Linked DNA regions of Mus musculus: regions 1, 3 and 4 are each linked to region 2. A link is a contact called in public promoter capture Hi-C and targeted proximity ligation data. All regions are on one chromosome and are shown on one strand. The core of a region is the stretch at or near the end of the contact, and the rest is flanking DNA. Distances in the headings are between cores, read along the strand shown. Region 1 holds the start of Coro1b (coronin, actin binding protein 1B). Region 2 holds the start of Unc93b1 (unc-93 homolog B1, TLR signaling regulator). Region 3 holds the start of Lrp5 (low density lipoprotein receptor-related protein 5). Region 4 holds the start of 1810055G02Rik (RIKEN cDNA 1810055G02 gene).

Evidence for each region. Capture Hi-C pulls out chosen DNA fragments and counts their contacts.
Region 1: a contact with region 2 is called in a targeted proximity ligation map of pancreatic cancer cells. A contact is called at or near these places in 1 of 39 promoter capture datasets (the C10 cell line), 2 of 484 Hi-C or Micro-C datasets (cerebral cortex and myeloid progenitors), 3 of 130 datasets of targeted methods (effector CD8 T cells, memory CD8 T cells and pancreatic cancer cells) and 3 of 9 other capture datasets (adipose tissue, liver and pancreatic islet).
Region 3: a targeted proximity ligation map of pancreatic cancer cells shows a contact between it and region 2. A contact is called at or near these places in 1 of 39 promoter capture datasets (cranial neural crest), 1 of 130 datasets of targeted methods (pancreatic cancer cells) and 2 of 9 other capture datasets (liver and pancreatic islet).
Region 4: a contact with region 2 is called in a promoter capture Hi-C map of liver. A contact is called at or near these places in 1 of 39 promoter capture datasets (hippocampal neurons), 5 of 130 datasets of targeted methods (the SCID.adh cell line, bone marrow-derived macrophages, effector CD8 T cells and 2 more) and 4 of 9 other capture datasets (adipose tissue, embryonic stem cells, liver and 1 more).

The regions. Positions count from the first base shown.
Region 1 is chr19:4,147,223-4,150,317 of GRCm38.p6, reverse strand. It overlaps Coro1b (coronin, actin binding protein 1B), which reads right to left and starts at 1,664. Exons shown (of 11, transcript NM_011778.3): 1 at 1,582-1,664; 2 at 774-976; 3 at 333-455; 4 at 99-228. The coding sequence starts at 974.
Region 2 is chr19:3,933,388-3,936,561 of GRCm38.p6, reverse strand. Unc93b1 (unc-93 homolog B1, TLR signaling regulator) reads right to left here and starts at 1,376. Exons shown (of 11, transcript NM_019449.2): 1 at 1,210-1,376; 2 at 659-800; 3 at 140-293. The coding sequence starts at 1,368.
Region 3 is chr19:3,684,905-3,688,123 of GRCm38.p6, reverse strand. It overlaps Lrp5 (low density lipoprotein receptor-related protein 5), which reads left to right and starts at 1,560. Exons shown (of 23, transcript NM_008513.3): 1 at 1,560-1,769. The coding sequence starts at 1,682. It overlaps Gm36672 (a long non-coding RNA gene), which reads right to left and starts at 1,574. Exons shown (of 4, transcript XR_388279.4): 1 at 1,385-1,574.
Region 4 is chr19:3,706,937-3,710,118 of GRCm38.p6, reverse strand. It overlaps 1810055G02Rik (RIKEN cDNA 1810055G02 gene), which reads right to left and starts at 1,826. Exons shown (of 4, transcript NM_028077.3): 1 at 1,683-1,826. Gm36608 (predicted gene, 36608) reads left to right here and starts at 1,951. Exons shown (of 3, transcript NR_167751.1): 1 at 1,951-2,058.

The sequences.
Region 1 (3,095 bases), core at 415-2,914, 210 kb before region 2:
CTTCCCCTGTTAGACTGGCCTGTGAGAGGCTGCTGAACATTCCAGGATCATCCTGGAGAAGGGCGGAGAGCAAGGGGTAGGTATGGGATGGTGCAAACCTGCACTGAGAAGCACATTTCGGGCTGTGGGGTGCCAGGTGATAATGCCCACGCGCTTGGTATGCCCCTCGAGCACCACTACTGGCTCTGTCAGAGGGGAGGTCAGCCCATTTTCTGGAATCTGCCATACCTGCGGTAGGGAGACGGAGCATGGGCTCAGGCCTGTGCTTGCCCCTGCTGCCAGCATCCTTCAGCCACACCCTGAGACCCTGACTTGAACGGTCCTTTGCTCACCATGACAGTGCAGTCCTCTGATCCACTGGCAATGACTTCATCATTGTGGGGACACCAGTCAATATCCAGAACAGGCCCCGTGTGCCCACACACTGTCGGGTAGGCCTTGTCAATGCGGCCCGTCTGTAGTCATGAAGAGCAGTCAGAGAAGAACCCAAAGTCCCGACCTCCATTCCTCCCAGTATCTATGGGCCCTCCAAGGTGCAAGAATAATGTGACTGCCCTGGTTCCTGGTGGCCCAGATGTGTCTGCTCCACCCAGCATATGAGGAAATGCCTGCTGCAGCCTCTTATCCACACTTGGTGGCAATAAACACTTTTTCTACTTCCATCAACAATCCATCAGTAGCCACGGGCCAAGAAGTGGCACAAACTGCCCTGCCCACAGGTGTGACCAGAGTGTCCTCAGATGTCCTCTCCACCCTGACCCGCTGAGGCCCACCTTGTTTAGAGGAAGCACCATAAAGGCGCCTCCACCACTGGCTTCCACAATCACTGCCAGGAACTTGGGGTTGACTGCGCAGAAGGTGCTGTCCCAGGTAACTCGGGACACTCGAATGTCCTCATAGCACTGGTCATTCTTGACCGGCTGACCGAATACATGCCGGAATTTGCTCTGCCGCACAACTTTTCGGAAGGACATGTCTGTGAGGGCAGAGACACCTGAATCAGCTCTGCTCTCCAAAGAGACACACAGAGCATGTCACCAGGAAATTGGTCCAGCGTTAGCTGGGAGTCTCTATTTCCCCAGTTATAGAAAGGGCTCATAGGTGCAGACCAACACTCTCTGCCTCCCCATCCCCTCCCTGGCTAGGGGTCTGAGTGTGTGTGTGCTGCTGAAAGGGAGACAGAATTTAGATCTTCTGTAGGTCCCAGATGGTTCCAAGGCGCTTTCCACACCCAGAGTTTGAAGGCTGGGTGATGGGGAGAAGAGGCAGCAAAAGGGGTTGGTTGGTCTAGCAAGGCCGCAGCTCAGTCCCGGGGACTGTGCAAAGAGCTGCAGAAGTCGGGCCTAGGGACCCTGGCTGAACAGGGGTCGAGGATACTGCCAGGTCCTCAAAGTGGCCTTGGAGCACGGTCCAAGTGAACCAGGAACCCAACTTCCAAAGATCCCAGCCCAGAAAGGGAGAGAGGGGCGGCTGGGGGGTGGGAGGGAGTCGGGAATGAAGGTGGGGCGAGGCGCTCTTCCGGCTCGCGCCCCCTGCCCCAGGCCCACGTCTGCGCCCCTAGTCCGTCCCTGCCGCTCTCACCGCTCACCGCTCACCGCTCTCCGCTCCCCAGGGGCGCCGGGGACTGCGGCGGCGACCTCGGGCGGCTCCGGATCCCGGCCTCTGGGAAGCAGGAAGCGGGAATCAGGAAGTGATAGCCGAGGGAGGCGGGGGCGGGGCAAGGTCACGCGCAGAAGGCGGGGCTTTAGGATGTCCCGCCCACGGGGCAAGGCCTAGTCGCCAGGCCCTGGGCTGCTTGTTGAAAGGGGCGGGCCTGCTTGGAGCCGCGGGTACAGACTGTGCGAGTCTCTTGAGGTGGGGTGAAGCCTGCCCTCTGATTTCCCTACCCAGTTCTACCCAAAAGTATTCTCTCGCTCCGCCTCCAATGTTTTCACGTGTTTTTTGTTTTGTGTTTGAGACAGGTTGTTACTCTGCATACTTGCTGGCCTGGAACTAGCAAAGAACTTACAGATATCTGTGCAAGGATTAAAGGCATGTGCCACCACACCCTGCCATAGGTATGGGTTTTAAAGTTGGGGGGTTCCTGATGTCAGATATGTACATTGAAGAGGTGAAAGGCAATCTCTTACATCTTGATGGACTCCTGTGGCTCCTGCTCTGGCTTAGAGAAAATCGAAGTAGAGGATGACAGTGGATCCCATGCATAATGCATGTCCTTTCTCTCCTCCATCCCATCAGAGCCTGGATTTGCCTCCTCATATTTGCCCTATCTCCTCTCATCCTGGAGGACGTAGGTGTCCCTGTTAGGACCCACTGTAGTAAGAGAACACTATTCCTCTGTGTCTACCTCCAGTAACCAGTGGTGATACGAGGCCGTCTTTCCCAGAAAGGGAAGAGGGACGTGGGAAGAGGCAGGGCAGAGGTAAAGGTGCTTTGTTTAGCCTTCATGAGGCCCCAACTGTGTGTGGGAGGCTAAGTGGACTTGTGTCCCACCTCAGTGGTCACTATACTCTGAAGAAACAGGCCTAGAGAGGACAGGTGCTTGATTGAGACCTCCCAGCTGGGATTCAGCCCAACTTTGTTATTTCCAATGTCTTGGGATTTCTCACTGTTTGTAAAACCTGGAGCTAGGGAGGCAGGAGTGTGGCTTGACTTGGGTAGCAGATGTTCACAGGGAAGCCCATATGATGCCAGGTGGCTACAGTTCTAAGTACCACCCCCACCCCCCACATCACCCCACTTCAAATAAAATCCATAGTTCCATGTTCCTATGTCAGAATTCCTGTCTGACCCCAGGGCACCCAGCACTGTCCCCTCTCAGCACGTGTCCCAGTGACAGCAAACCTCAGTTCCCACCTCAGGCTAACACATCCTGCTCCCTTCTTCCTTCTGGAAGCTCTTCCTAGCCTTGGGAAGGCTTCATCCCTCAATGACCCCAGGCCTCAAGTGTCACTTCCCCTGTGGGTCTTTCTGAGCTCTCCTCTCACCCAGTTCTTCCTGTTCCTGGTTCCCATTAATCGTTCTTAGTCCCAGATGCTACATTGTGTAATTATTTGGCACCCTGCTAAGATTCATGCCAGCAAAGGAAAGACAGG
Region 2 (3,174 bases), core at 127-2,626:
CTTCTCACTCTTCCAAACAAGCAAGGCCTCTCTGCAGTTCGCCTCAGTCCAAAATAGGAGGGCAGCAGGTGGCCTTATGATCCAACAGTCTCTGTACCCCACAAAGTCGGGGGGGGGCGCGGAAACAGAAGTTTGGCACCTGATGAGCACAGGTGTGTAGAGCAGGGCAGCGATAGGCGTCACGTTGATACCCATCAGCATCTTGCTATCGATGTCCGGCAGCCCCATGTTGCCATACTTCACCTCTCTGTAGGTCTCATCATAGTGCAGGATCAGTTGCATCTGCAGGAGGCCTGGGGACAGGGAGCATCGTAGAGAGCTCTAATCAGTCTGGCTCAGAACAACTAAACAAGCTCACGGCAAGGCTGGCAGGGCGCCGAGTCACCTAAGCGACCCTTTCCTGTATTCATCAGGACCAGGATAAGAACAAGACTCCCGTTCCCAGCCTCCCGCACCGAGTCTCTGGCTGGGTTGGGGGCACACTGGCTTGTGGCACACCCCGCCTCCCAGTCCCAAGTGCACGCCACAGCAACAGCAGATGTGACCCGGGAAGTGAAAGGGGAAGGAGGCCAGCTAGCCGCAAGGTTTCTCTTTCCAAGCTCGGGAGTGGAGGGGGAGGGGAAGCAGAGGGCTAGCAGGGTTAGTGTGTCCTCCCTACCCAGGTAGACGCCGTAAGTAAGGGTGACACCCGTGCTGGCCGCCAGCACGTTCTTGACCACTCCGAGGCGCTTGCGGCGGTAGTAGCGGCGCTCTTCCTCCTCCTCATTGTAGTTGGGGTACGCACCCACGAGTTCGTCCAACTGCGGGCCAATCACTAATCACATGTTGGCTCCCCGGTCGGACTCCAGACCCTATCCCGGCTTCCAGGAACTCAGGTTTCCCATCCAGGGTCCTAGTCCCCATCCCAGGGCCCCCGCACCCCACTCGGGGTGTCAGTCCACAATTCTGGATCTCTGTCCCCCTGACCCGGAGTCCTGGTCTCTTCTCTAAATCCCTGCTCCCCACTCCGGGTTCCAGCTTTCCACTCAGAGCCCCATCCCCTATTCCAGAGTGTGTTCCTACTCTGAGACCCTGGTCCCCAGTCTGGAGCCCCGCCCCTCATCCTAGGGTACAGGGGGCCTCCCATCCCAGGGACCTTCCCCCCCCCCCCCCGGGTGCCCCGCGGGGCAGTCGGTCCGGTGTCCCATTGTGTTTCCCTGCCCTGCTCACGGGAGCCTCTGGCCCATCAGGAACTCCGTGCCGGTCTTCATCCCCTTGAGGACCCGCGGCCCCGGCCACAGGGTAGAGCGGAGGCTCCACCTCCATGACCAGATCCAGATCAAGGGCTTGCAGTTCTGGGCACCAGCAGCTGGTTGGGACTTCCTTCATCAAAGACCGCCCTGTCTAGTAGGCCCCACCCCGTCTAGTGTGGGCCGCCTCCTCCTAATACTGTCCATGGTGTGTGTGTGTGCGCGCGGTATGTGTGTGTGGTATATATGTGGTGCATGTGTGTGCATGCGTGTGTGATTTTTGTTTATGTGTGTGTGGTGTATGTGTGTGCAGTCTGTAGTGTGGTGTGTGTGTGTGTGTGTGTGTGGTTTTTATGTGCTGTGGTTTATTTGTGTGTGGTGTATATAATTTTTTGTTTGTTTGTTTTTTTGAGACAGGGTTTCTCTGTATAGCCCTGGCTGTCCTGGAGCTCACTTTGTAGACCAGGCTGGCCTCGAACTCAGAAATCCGTCTGCCTCTGCCTCCCGAGTGCTGGGATTAAAGGCGTGCGCCACCACTCCCGGCTGTACGGTGTATATAGTATGTGAATGTGATGTGTGTGGTGTATGTGTATGTGTGTGCAATGTGTGTAGTGTGGTTTGTGTGTGTATGTGTGTTGTGTGCTTGTTTTATGTGTGTGTACAGTGTGTATGTATGGTGTATGTAGTATGTGTGTGGTGTACGTGTATGTATGCAGTCTGTAATGTGTGGTTAGTGTGTGTATGTGGTATGGTTTGTCTGTGTGGCATGTCTGTATATGTTTTTGGTTTGTGTGTGACTTTTGTATGTGTGGTGAAGCAGAAGGTGGGCTTTTGTTGGCTCTATGAAGGGAGCAAAGGCGGAATGTAGTGCAGTTGGTCAGGTGCTTCCTGTCATGAGCAGAGTCCTGGGGTGATCCTGGGGTGGTCATGGCTGTGCACACCTGTAAGTCCAGCATACAAGAAGTGGAGAAAAGAGACCTGGTATTCAAAGAGTCATCTTGCTACATCTCAAGTTTGAAATTTGAAGTGAATACATGAGATACTGTCTCAAAAATAAAAGTGAAAGAACAGAGAGAGGGTGGTGCCATCATCTGGGGCATGGAAGACACAGGACAGGAGGGACACAGTGGACACTAGGAAGCTCTGAAGCTGTGTGGCTGCAGAGTGGACACCAGTGTTTACAGTCTCATGTGGTAGCCGTGGTGAGCCTGTGGCTGAGTGATCATATTGTTGGGAATGGCAGTAGACTTTGAGACCCCGAGAGGATGCAATCCTATAGGATAGAGGGGTCAGGTGAGGCGTAATGAGAAGAGAGCAGCTGGAATAGGGAGGGGTGTACCACAGGGAGTGGGCTCAGTGGGCACTGAGTGGAAAGGGCAAGGTGGTATGTGTGTGTGGGTATGTGTGGGTATGTGTGGGTGTGTGTGAGTGTGTGTGAGATGTGTCTGTGTGTGTGTGATGTACCTATGTGTGTGTGTGATGTACCTATGTGTGTGGTGTGCCTGTGTGTGTGTGTGTGTGTGTGATGTGACTGTGTGTGTGGTGTGTGTCTGATGTGTCTATGAGTGTGTATATGTCTCTGTGTGTGATGTGTCTATGTGTGTGTGTGCGCGCTTGATATGTAGTGTATGTGGTATGTATTTGTGTGTAATGTATGTGTGTGTGATGTGTGTATGTATGTGTGATATGTGTATTGTGTATATGTATGTATATGTATGTTTATTTTACATGTAACATTTGTGGTATGTATGGTATATGTGTATAGTGTATTGTGTGCATGGTGTGTAGTGTGTTTGTGTGTGTGATATGTGAGGTTTGCGATATGTGAATGCTCTGACAGAGGCTGAGAGGAAGCACCCAAAAGAAGCCCCACCCCTCTCAGGAATGCACCCTTCAATCACATTGGCTGAGGTCTCTGTGTACCAGAGCAGAGGCCAGTATCATG
Region 3 (3,219 bases), core at 311-2,810, 250 kb after region 2:
CAGGCCGTGTGAGCCCAAGGCTTCAGCTTCCTCTCTGACCGGTGGGAGGAGTGGTGAGGTCTGGCTTATTTAACAAGCTCCCTGGCTGCAGGGAGAGGAGGCCTCAGAAAAATCAAGGCTGAAAGAGGAAGGCCTTGGGGGATGGGTGAGAGTGGGGCTAGAGAAGGGGGTTGTGCTCTTGGCTCTGTGTTGAAGGTGGAGGGGGGATGGGGGTTGGGCTTGGGTGAGAAGGAACCAGCAAGGACACTAGCTGCTCTAGTCCCCAGTCCCCTGACTGCCCCTGAGACCTCCTGACTCCTCTTCCGGTCAGAGACTGGATACAGCCACCCCAGGAGACTGCTCTTCCTGAACCACTGGCCTGCTTCCGCATTGAAATCTCTGCCCTGACCCTTGGAACCCTGGTGTGGGTCCCCTCCCCCTACTAGCTGGTCCCTGGTCTTCATGTTTTCCTATTAGAAGACAAGTTTGGGGAGTCAGTTCTCTTTTCTTCTGCGATCCTAGGGTTGAACTTAGGTCAACGGGAGCCATCTTGCTGGCCAGCCTTGACCTGCCTTTTGCTCCTTCTGTTTATCAGGTCCGGTTTATGCAGCGCTGGGAGAGCTGTGCACACTAGGGAACCAAGGGCTCTATCAACTCTTTTTAAACAGGGTCTCGCAGGTAGCCCAGGCTGGCCTCAAACTCATGGCAAGCCTCCTGCCTCAATCTCCCGAGGCTGGACACCATGTCAGACTTATAAGTAAAGTCATACACACTTGAGCGCCATGTCACTTTCCCGGCTACTCACTCCTTTGTTTGGGCTCTTATTTTTGTCTCTTCCTAGCATAAACCACAGGAGGGCAGAGGCACCCTCCTGACCACCTCAGCTTCTGTCCTTCCTCTCTACCTTGCAAGGTGGACACTGCCATTAGCTTACTTTCTAAGGACATGAAATGATTTCACCTACACCTGCCTGCCCAAGGTGTGAGGTTCTAGAAAGCACTGCCGGAGAGAGAAGGCTCAGCAGTTAGAAGCACTTACTGCTCTTTTAGAGACCTGGGTTTGGTTCCCTGCAGTCACCTGGTGGCTCACACCTCTAACTCCAGTCCCAGGGGACCCCCACACCCTATTCTGGTTTCCTTCCCGCATGTGGTGCACATACATGCGTGCAAACACTCATACACATACAACAAAAAGTAAATCTAAAAGTAAAAGCCCCCAGTTCCTCCAGCAGTATCCGCTTTTGCGCCTGTTCCCGCGTGCATCCCAAGTGGGGCGGTATGTCTCTGGGCCAGGTGGCTACAGTTGTGGTGAAAGAGCCCAAAGCTGGCTTCGGAGACCTTTGGCTTCCAGCCCTGAGGCCTCCTGACTGTGTGGGTCATGCTTCCACGTGCCTCAGTTTCCTCACCTGTCAGTACAGAGACTTGGCAGGTGACCCACCTGCTTGCCCGGCCTCTCCTGTCGCGGGCCCGGAGAGACCCGCCTGCCCGGCTCCCGGGCGCCCGCAGGAGGGCGCGGCTTGGCGGGGGGCGCGGGCGGCGCGGGGGGCGGAGACCGGCTCGGCTTCCGCTCCCTCCTCCCGCGTCGTCTTGGGCCGCGGCGCCCGAGGCGGGAGCAAGAGGCGCCGGGAGCCGCGAGGATCCACCGCCGCCGCGCGCGCCATGGAGCCCGAGTGAGCGCGCGGCGCTCCCGGCCGCCGGACGACATGGAAACGGCGCCGACCCGGGCCCCTCCGCCGCCGCCGCCGCCGCTGCTGCTGCTGGTGCTGTACTGCAGCTTGGTCCCCGCCGCGGGTAAGGTGGGCGCGGGGGACAATGGCCGGGGCCGCAAGCAGCCACTTTGCAAGTTGCGGACGAGTTGGAGCGCGCTCCGGGGGACCACGCGCCGGGGGACCTCGCGCGGGCCCTTTGTCTCTCCCGCCGGGGCCCCTCCCTGGGGACCGAGCCCGCCAGGTGCGGCGCGGGCGGGCCCTCACCTGCCCAAGGCTCGGGACGCCGGGCGCGCTCAGGAGTGCGCCCACGGGCATCGCGATGGCCCGGGACAGGCCTGGCCTATCGCGAACTACTGGGAAAACTTTTCGCGAGCCTGCTTGCGGCGGCCGGCCTACCGAGCCCTGGGAAGTGCCAGAAGTTGCTAGCTAGGAAGTTCGGAGAGCCCTGCGCGGGGCGGCCTGGCCCTGGGCTGCTGTCGCTTTGACCTGCGTGGGCTGTCAGCCTTCCAAACCGACTGACACCTGCCAGGTGTCCCCGTGACCCCAGTGACCCATCTGACCGCTCGGGCCCCCAAGCGGTGGCCAGGCACCCAGCCCCGCTGACCAGTGCCCAGCCCCGAGATCGGTTGCGTGGGTGCCTTGGTGTGGGGAGGTATGGTTCTGCCTCAGTTGGACCCACCTTTAGGGAAGTGGCCCGCTCGGGAACTTTCTAACTTTTTTTTGGTGTGTCCTGAGGGGTGGAGCTGAGGTCAGGAGGACTCTCGAGAAACGAAGCAGTTGGAAACGCTACACATGTTCTTTTAATTCGGAGATTGCCATGTGGTTTTTAAAGCAAGGCTCTTGCCACCTAAATCATTGTTTTCGGGTGTTTGTGTTTTGTTTTTCTGGAGTGTGGCTGTCCAAGGGTCCGGCAGATACTCTTGAACTCCCGGGTGGTGGTGATGGCAGTTTGGGGCGGGGTAGGGGACAACCTCAGGTCCCTTTGTCTGGGCCTTATTAAGGCGAACAGCTGTCCCCCTGTGTATTTCCAGGGTAGACACTTGAGGGAGGTGGCTGGGCCTGGCTCTGTGCTCAGATTCCCTGGGCTGCAGTCTCTTCCACCTATGTTTGGGGGGAGGGGTCGAGGGGAGCTGGCTTCATCCAGTCTTGGAGCTCTCAAGCTCAGCCAGAGGGCTCTTGGGGAGTCTCCCCCTAAATTTGTCTCCCTCGGGATCATGTTTACATTTTCAGGCCATCTCTGGTGTTAGCAAAACAAGGCGAAGACAAAACTGTGACAGGCTGTGGGAAGTCCAGGCCAGTTCTACTCTTCCCGGAAATGCCTGGGTCGTGACTGCAGAAGGGGTATGGGGCAGCTATTTGTTTTAAAGGTGGGGTTTGTAAGCCGACTTTCCTGTCCTAGGTAGGATTGACATTACTCTGGGATCCCCTAGCCTGTCATCTGGTATCCCAAATTGAACATCTTTATAGTTTGGTGGTGTGTGCGGCAAAAATAGAGTCGATTATTTTAACATTAGGAAGCCAGGCCCCAGGAG
Region 4 (3,182 bases), core at 577-3,076, 230 kb after region 2:
AAGGGCACTGCACACATGTGGTGCACAGACATATATGTACATAAAAACACCCAGGGGCTGGAGAGATGGCTCAGTGGTTAAGAGCACTGACTGCTCTTCCAAAGGTCCTGAGTTCAAATCCCAGCAACCACATGGTGGCTCACAACCATCTGTAATGAGATCTGACACCCTCTTCTGGAGTGTCTGAAGGCAGCTACGGTGAACTTACATATAATAAATAAATAAATCTTTAGAACAAAACAAAACACCCATACACATTAAATAGAGGAAAGAAAACACTAACAAAAAAACCAAGTATTAACTCAGAAACTAGAACAAACAGACTGGGGTTGAGTCTCTTTTTGGGAATTGGTCCCCACAGGATCTGCAGGGAATCAGCATCAGGACACCTTCTGCCAGCTCATACAAGAAGGCCAGTATCATGTTCTCAATTCCATCGTGTCACACGGGCACACCCTTTCCACCACAGGGCAATGTCTATACACATAAGACTTTAAGTCTGCATTTCCTGAGCTGTTCCTACTAAAGTTCAGCCAGGTGACTTGTGTGAGTCCCCAAGTGACAACTAACCCTTGAGATGCTGCCCAATTCCTCTAATGTTTGTTTGACAGATTGCACTCCCAATCTTGCCTTGCCTTTAATGCCTTTATGATGTGTGGATTGCTATATACACATCACTAGACCTCAAATTGGTGAGCTTTTTCTCTGACATACACAGATTTCAATTCAAGAAGTCCAGACTCAGCAAAGACCATTAATAATCCCTATCAGCAGGGCCCCCGTCTCTACTCCACGCTAGGGAAGTTACACAATTACAGAACAGAAATTGGGAAAGCTAGTACAGGACAAACCACAGTCACCTACCTAATCCTGACACATCACCTGCTTGGACGTATTATGTACACAGACATTGCCCTGTGATCTAAAGGATGTATCCACGTGGCAGACATTAGCCCACGATCCCAGAACATTAAATATTATCTTAACTGCACCGCTTATCTCCAGGTATCTGAAAGTTCAGGTCTCACTACCAAAATGCCAAAGGTCTGTGTTCTAAACGCTTGCTAAGCCAGTATTTCTGATATTCTGCTGTCCAACAGGCGAGTCTAATTTATAAACGGAAAACCTGTATTTTAAACAGTTTGCTGGTTGACTTATTGAAATTTTAGAGCTGGTTCCTAGGGGTCGGGGTGTAAGTAATACAAGTTTTTAAGAGTTGGACTTCTAAGCTCCAGCCAGACCGTTAAGCGCACAAGCTAGCGGCCACAAGGGGAGGCAGGCAAGTAGACAAATGAGGAGGAAGGAAAAATGTGATGGATTTTCCTCATTGGTAGGTAGAAGAGTTTGGGGTGCAGGCCTCAACTATTTCCGAGACCAACACCTTCTAGGGTACAGCCTGATCCAAGACTCGCCTACTCTCGAATGTCCGTAGAGTGCTCGCAAACTGCCCAGCATCGACTGGCGATCGCCGTCAGCCCACCTCCTCCTCCTCCTCCTGCGCATCCATGCTTCTCTAAGGGCTCGGCCCATTCCTCCCTCCTCCGCCTTGAATCTCCATTCCTCACCGCCTAGCGCACCGGGTCCCCATTCATCCCTCCTCCGCCCCGCACCTCGCTGTCCATCCCCAAGCGGCTCATGGGGCCTTCACGACAGCTCCCTGGACAGCAGTGCGGGTCACTTACCCGGACGCGGCAGGCCCGTGGCCCTCACACCGCAGCGCAGCCACTTCAGCGATTCAGCCCCGCGCGGGGACGTGGACCGCAGCGAAACCCAGTTAGCTCAGCTCACTGGTGCGCGCTGGACCCCACCCGGACTGCCCCGGAAAGACGTCACGAAAGCGGGACCAATAGGCTGTCGCTGGCACGCGCGGCCGCGTGCGGTGGGCGTGGTTTGTTTAGGCCACGCCTGCTTCAGGAGCTGCCTTCCAACTTGGTCCCGCCTTGGCCACGCAGAGCTATTTGGAGCCGATCTAACGGAAGTGAGCGATCCAGGGACTTGTAGGCTATGTCTGTGTCTAGGGCTTTTCCCAGAAGCCGGGGAGAAGAGGGGTCAGATCAGGTGAGCGCAGATGTACTCGGACGATGGCTGGTCTGGACAGGGCAGCTCTAGAAGGCCTCATGAGGTACTTTATGAGGCTCTTCTGACCCGGTTCCTGATCTTTCTTCCCATCGGCTATTCAACTCCTTAAGGCGGTCCAGCCTTGTCCTTGCTCGCAGGCATGGCTTGGCTACTGAGGTTTGCTTTGCACACACTGCACCTGCCAGCTTCTGGCTAAGCATTTCACCTGAAAGGCAATACACTGATTTAATCCTGCAAGAAGATCTCGCTTTTGTTTTCAAGTCCAGAAACAGTCTCACAAAGGGCTTTGGAATTTTACACGTGGCATGACACGTGGGACGAAATGGAAAGCCTGTGAGACTTGCTTTTAATTTTAAAAGATTAGGGTTGGAGAGATGGCTCAGCAGTTAAGAGCACTGATGCTCTTGCAGATGACCCCGCTTGATTCCCAGCATCCACACGGTGGCTCACGACCATCTGAAAGAGCAGTTCCAGGAGATTCCATGCCTTAAGGCCTCCAGTGCACGTACATACATAATATGTATTGGAGTAGGCAAAATTCCCATACATAATGTTTGTATTTTATTTTTGAGTCAGGGTCTCTCTTTGTATCCCTTCTGTACTGGAACTCTGCATAGATCCAATTGTCCTTGAACTCACAGAGATCACTTGCCTCATGACTTCCTGTGCTAGGATTAAAGTCATGGGCCACTGCATCCAGCATACATAATTTTTAAAGAAAGAATTTAACGTAAAGTAGGTTTTGCAAGTCAGTAGGTGAATTCTGCTACTGAATGCCAATTTGTGTAAAACCCTTTTTAGGTCTCCTACCATGCCCATCCAAAGCGATCATCGTTGCCAGTTTTGTTTTGAGACAAGGTTTCACAGTCCAGCCCTGGCTGGTTTGGGGTTTCACAGTCCAGCCCTGGCTGGTTTGGGGTTTCACAGTCCAGCCCTGGCTGGTTTGGGGCTTGCTATGTAGATCATCCTAGCCTTGAACTCACAGAAATCTGTTTGCCTGCTGGGATTAAAAGTATGTGCCACCATGGCTGGCCTATTTCTAGTTTTATAACCTGTCTTGAGTCCTGGGATCAGAAACCAATGGACCCTGCTCTGAGCTCTAT